2 separate regions of the Gossypium hirsutum genome follow, and region 1 is linked to region 2. Evidence: chromatin contacts called from public Hi-C data. All regions are on one chromosome and are shown on one strand. The core of a region is the stretch at or near the end of the contact, and the rest is flanking DNA. Distances in the headings are between cores, read along the strand shown.

What was found. A called contact is a pair of places that touch in the nucleus more often than the background predicts.
Region 1: a contact with region 2 is called in a Hi-C map of leaf, with 4 times the contacts expected there. The contact joins the promoter of LOC107904058 here to the promoter of LOC107904147 in region 2. A contact is called at or near these places in 2 of 34 Hi-C or Micro-C datasets (both in leaf).

The regions. Positions count from the first base shown.
Region 1 is chrD05:34,917,501-34,920,200 of Gossypium_hirsutum_v2.1, forward strand. It overlaps LOC107904058 (ferritin-3, chloroplastic-like), which reads right to left and starts at 1,367. Exons shown (of 8, transcript NM_001326931.1): 1 at 1,066-1,367; 2 at 891-974; 3 at 742-802; 4 at 374-461; 5 at 1-37. The coding sequence starts at 1,367.
Region 2 is chrD05:34,605,024-34,607,896 of Gossypium_hirsutum_v2.1, forward strand. LOC107904147 (pleckstrin homology domain-containing protein 1) reads right to left here and starts at 1,537. Exons shown (of 2, transcript XM_041092900.1): 1 at 1,007-1,537; 2 at 338-541. The coding sequence starts at 1,392. The coding sequence ends at 532. It overlaps LOC107904146 (anthranilate synthase alpha subunit 1, chloroplastic), which reads left to right. Exons shown (of 11, transcript XM_016830419.2): 10 at 1-11; 11 at 238-803. The coding sequence ends at 561.

The sequences.
Region 1 (2,700 bases), core at 117-2,616, 310 kb after region 2:
CTTGTTAGTTTCTCCAGGGACAAGGCAAGCTCCATTGCTGAACCAAAGAATTAGATACAATTAGCTTCAATCACATATACCATGCTAATTTGACTAATATGACATTGTCATGCAGTACAATTCAGCATGAAGAAAGACAACGGGGTGATTAATGAACAAAATTCAAAATACTTCAAGTGAATGTTCAAGAAATATCTCTTCCCACCAACCATACAAATTTACAAACGTACTCCCATGGTTACTATATATCTCATTGTATTGTTACACGTGGATATGTAGTATCTGAAGGTAGAAAAAGAAGGCAACCAAATAAGAAATGAAAGCACTGTTTACCAAACCAAACACAAACCTAGCTTTGGTAATATCAACTTACCGTATAATGCATCTCCTTTCTCTGCATGATCAAACTCAGAGAGGGGCATCACTATGGACTGCAGCTTCACTTTTCCACCTCGTTTGTTCTGATAACAATAGAAAGACAAAAAAAAAAACCCAATTTGGGAAACAATGACATAAACAAAAGAATAGCAAAAAGTAAGCAAAAACAAAAAATAAATAAAAACGGAAAACCCTTTCATGACAGTTTTCTTATAATCCAAAATAGAAAATTTCTAAATAAATTGTAACTCTAATTTTTTTTATCGAGGTACATAAATAGAATACATAATTAGGATGATGATGATACATACAATTTCAAAAGTAAAATCACATACTGTGATCTAAGCAAAATGAATAGAAAACCTGGTATTCCATAAATTTCTCAGCATGTTCTCTCTCTTCTAAACTCGATTCCTTGAAGAACCTATTACGAGGAAGGCTGATGTCAGCTTAACACCGAAAAGGGGAGCTAAAAGGGCTCAGCAAAATCAAGAATTTTCAACAAGAATTACTTGGCAAGACCCTTGAGTGCAACGTTGTCCCTATCGAAGTAAGCAAACATAGCATGATACACATAGGAAACATTGTATTCGACACTGCCAAATGCACCAGACATTAGTAAATATCGACACGATCACGAAATCATTCAGAATTCATTCTTAAAAATCTAAAAAGAAAAGATCCCACTTGATTTGTTCGTTGATGGAAGCTTCACAGTCATCAGTAAACTTTTGGCGAGCCAGAGAAAGTTGAGGCACGGAGGGGACAAGATCAAGTTCCTTTTTCACTTCCACAAAGGGCTGGAAAACAACACCACTTAGTGGCTTGTGGTTGGCTCCTTTGGCTGCACAAACTACAAGAGACCCAGGTCCATTTCTTAGAGAAGATAGCTGATGATTAATCGAAGAAGAAAAAGAGGAAAACAGGGCACCCTGATTTTCCAGTTGAGGATTTAACGAAGAAAAAGTTGGAACAGCTTTCAGCAACATGGCGCAAAAAAGAAGAAAAAGAAACCCAAGCTTTTGATGAAAAGGAAAAAAAGGAAAACAGAGTTTTTCAAATGCAAACAGCGGAAGAAGCAGCAGAAAGGAAAGAGAGGTGAGATCAGGAAAGCAAAGGAAAAGCGTGAGAGAGGGATGGGATGAAACGTGGAGGGTGAAGATGAGGACGTGGAGGGAAGGGAGCGTGGCAGGCAGGCAGGCGGGCAGGTTCGTCACTCGAGGTTGATTTGGAGTTATCTTTGTTTACTGTGAAATAGTTCACAGGGAATTTCGTATTTGTGATCCTGGAAAGCCACCTTTCCTTTATAATTATTGCAGCAATCTTCTTTTAATCTCAGAGTCTTCCTTGTTTAGTCCCTAGTCTATCTCTACTTTGAGAATAGTTAAAACGTTTTCTATAAGTCTTTTTTGTCTGTTCTGTACTTTAAGAGTCTTTTTTGTCTGTTCTATAGGAGTCTATAATACTTTATGGATTATCTTAGAAGTCATGATGGATAGAGCTAAAAAAATTTAAAAAAAAAAAAGTTAGGGAATGGACAATTATTTATAAAAAATTTAATAAAGAAAAAGTATCTAATTAAAGATTTTTGAATATATCTGTTCAAGCACTATCTTATCCTAATTAAGGATATTAAAATCTTTACTCAGAGCTGAAATATTATTTTCATTTTTAGAGTCGATATGCATAGTATGACTGCAAATTTTATCTTTATATAAACAATTTGTTTCTTCTATAAAATTTATCTTTGGTACCTAAAACCTTCTGTTATCTTTTACGTCTTTTCTCTCAAAGGCCTAAAACCTTCTCTCAAAGGCCTAAAGTCTCACTCAGACATAAGCAGGCAATAGAAAGACGAAATAACAGATATATGGTTTTAAAATAAATATCCATGAAATAATCTGAGTTGTAAATAAAAGATAAAGACTTACAATGAATACTACGATATTATTTCTCCAAAAATCGTTACTCAAACGCTCTGATACCAATTACAGGAAGTGTTAGGAAAATACTGAAGACTATTAGAAATTTATATAGAGATTGAATTACTAAAATCTATTTTATATAGAGATTGGGATGAGATTGAATAAGAATATATGGATATTAAGGAGATAAACAATCTTCTTGATATATTTCGGTATTTTATTAATAAAGGGAAAAATATTCCCATTGTGAATAAAGTATTTAGACTATGTTTATATAGTAAAGCTAGACAAATATTACCACTAGAAATTTTTATAAAAATAAATGAAGCTATTTGCAAACAACAAGCTCAATTTCAAAAAGATTTACTATTATATAATTATCAGAATTACTAAAATT
Region 2 (2,873 bases), core at 287-2,786:
GAGCACCAAAGGTACCATACCTGTTGCCCTTTTACCCTTTTACATGTTTTGCACAAATCCTGTTTTCTCAAATGATGATTGAATGCTTTCAAGTCTTTCCTTTGATTCTGGCATTACGGTCCAGCCCGGACAGCTTACGAGTCAAAGCAGCATTGCATATCACTGACAGTCTACTTAATCTAGGAAGTAATTCCCCTCTCCCCTCTAGGTTTTGATGAAGTTGAGATATTGGTATAGGTGAAGGCGATGGAGCTAATCGATGAGTTAGAGGTGTCAAGACGAGGTCCTTATAGCGGAGGATTTGGGGGCATTTCCTTCACTGGGGATATGGATATTGCGTTGGCTCTCAGGACCATGGTATTCCCTACAGGTAGCCGCTATGACACAATGTACTCATACAAAGGTTCCAGCAGACGCCAAGAATGGGTAGCTTATCTTCAAGCCGGCGCTGGTGTAGTTGCAGACAGTGATCCTGATGCCGAGCACCTCGAATGTCAAAACAAAGCTGCTGGCCTTGCTCGTTCCATTGACCTAGCGGAGGCTGCATTCGTTCATAAATGACATGCAAACTTTTATTCACCACAGCAGTTGTTAGCTAAACATGATCAGCTCAAGTTTTCTTTCGGTTATTTGGAACAACAGTATGAAAATATACTTCAGCCTCATCTGGGAAGCTAGGGAAAAAGAAGAAATACCAAAGGTAGATAATCTAAATTTTATGTCGGTTATGTAAGAAAATTATCTTCCATAAGAATTACGGATAAATTTCCGAAATTTGTCTAAACTAAAATTATCAAAATCAATCATCCTGTCTAAACTAAAATCAAACAAGCAAATATTTTGAATTTTAATATATATACATATAAAAGAATAAGCAAACAATTACCAATCTGATCATTGCCAAAAAAAGTAAAATATACAAACAACAGAATTATGATAGATCTGAGTGACTGTGGATGATCAACGCATGTTATCATAATAAACTATCTCGGAATCCGTAACGGACCTGGAGTGCTGAACTATGGAGCGTCCGATGGAGTTGATCCAATCCTCCTTTTCTTTCTCCGCATCGGCAATTAAGTACATGGTCTCCTCCCTCGTCGAAAGCTCAAAAGCGTACTGCTTGTTCAAGATATCTTCGGCTCCCTTCACGGTTAAACAGGTAGCAACTGGGATCACACCACGCGGGCGAGAGGCGCGTGTGATTGATGATTCCTTGAACCAGAACAGCCTCCCTTGTTTCAACACGAACCAGCGGCGACGCCAGGTTTTTATGTACTCACCTTGTTTAGCTAACCAGCCGGTTCGTTCGGGATTCGACCAGAATTGAACACCGTCGTAGTCGTTCGGTTTCTCCGTCAGCGCCGTCGCTGCTCGCCATAGGCTTGCCATAGCTGTGATTCGAGACGTCGAAGGAATGGAAGAGTGTTGAGAGAGAGAGAGAGCAAGAAGAGTGTATCAATCTCATTTGATTTATTTATTGAGGAGTAGTTCATTTATTCCTTCTCTCTGGATTTGGTTTAACTAAAATTTTGCTATTACAAATTCTACTTAGTGGTTGTATTTTAGTTATATTTTTTAAATCCATTAGTTTCTAATAGAAATTTTTTAATTAATAATCAAAGCATTTTAAATCATAATTAACGACAATTAATATGTTTAGAATTTTGGACAATTTATACAAAAAAGCCCTTTTTTTTAATTACTGAAATGGGCCCGGTATTTAATTATTTACCGGAATGGGCTATTTTCCGGCAAATCGCGTCCACGTCAGCGCGATGTCAAGGGACGCGCCAGCAAGTCGCGGCCACGTCAGCGCGCTTTGCTGACATTGCAACAAATCGAGCCCTCCAGGACACGATTTGCTGCCACGCCAGCAAAGCGCGCTGACGTGGCCGCGACTTGCCCCGCGCGTGAACAGTGCAACGGTCAAAAATTTGACCGTTGTCCCCCCCAACGGTAAAAAAAAAACACTATAAATACCCCCACCTTTTTTTTTTCACAAACTAATCCTCTCTCAAATTTCCTCTCAATTTGCTCTCAAATTCCTTCCAAATTTCTCTCAAATCCATATTTAATCTCAATTTGCTCTCAAGTTCTTCTTAAATTTCTCTTAACTCCTTTTTTTAAATAATTTTAATTTTTTTTAAAATTTTTTTGAACCGTAAAAATTTCTAAATTTCTCTTAAATTTTTTTAAATAATTTTAAAAATTTTGTTTTAAATGACCAGAGAATTGACTCGTCTTGATAAGCATCACATACCGGTGGAACAAATGAAAATGGTAAGTGTTAAATTTAATTTCTAAATATTATTTAAGAATTTTTTATTTATGCATTTTTAGATAATTATTAATTTATTATTTGTTATAAAAGTCTGTAGATCGGGTCTTAGAATGCAATATCCGGAATATACATGGTCCTTCATCACCGTTGGTAGAGAACTACCTGCGGGAAGCGGATTTTTGGCACGTGGCGACGATAGGCCGAGGATGCAAGGTGGACTCGAAACTAATCAGTGCGTTGATCGAGAGGTGGAGACCCGAGAAGCACACATTCCATCTTCCATGTGGAGAGTGCACTATCACTCTAGAAGATGTCAGTCTGCAATTGGGATTGCCGGTGGATGGGTACCCAGTCACCGGGTCTGCCCAATCTAGCGATTGGGGGGGTGTGCTACGAGCTTTTGGGCGCTATTCCGGAGAAAATGGAGGGAGGTAAGATCGAGATGGGCTAGTTACGTGACACATTCCTTGATCCGGATGAAGATTCAACCGAAATTGAAAGAATCCGATATGCTCGGGCATACATTCTTCAATTAATTGGAGGTTATCTGATGCCCGACACGTCACGGAGCCACGTACATCTAAGATGG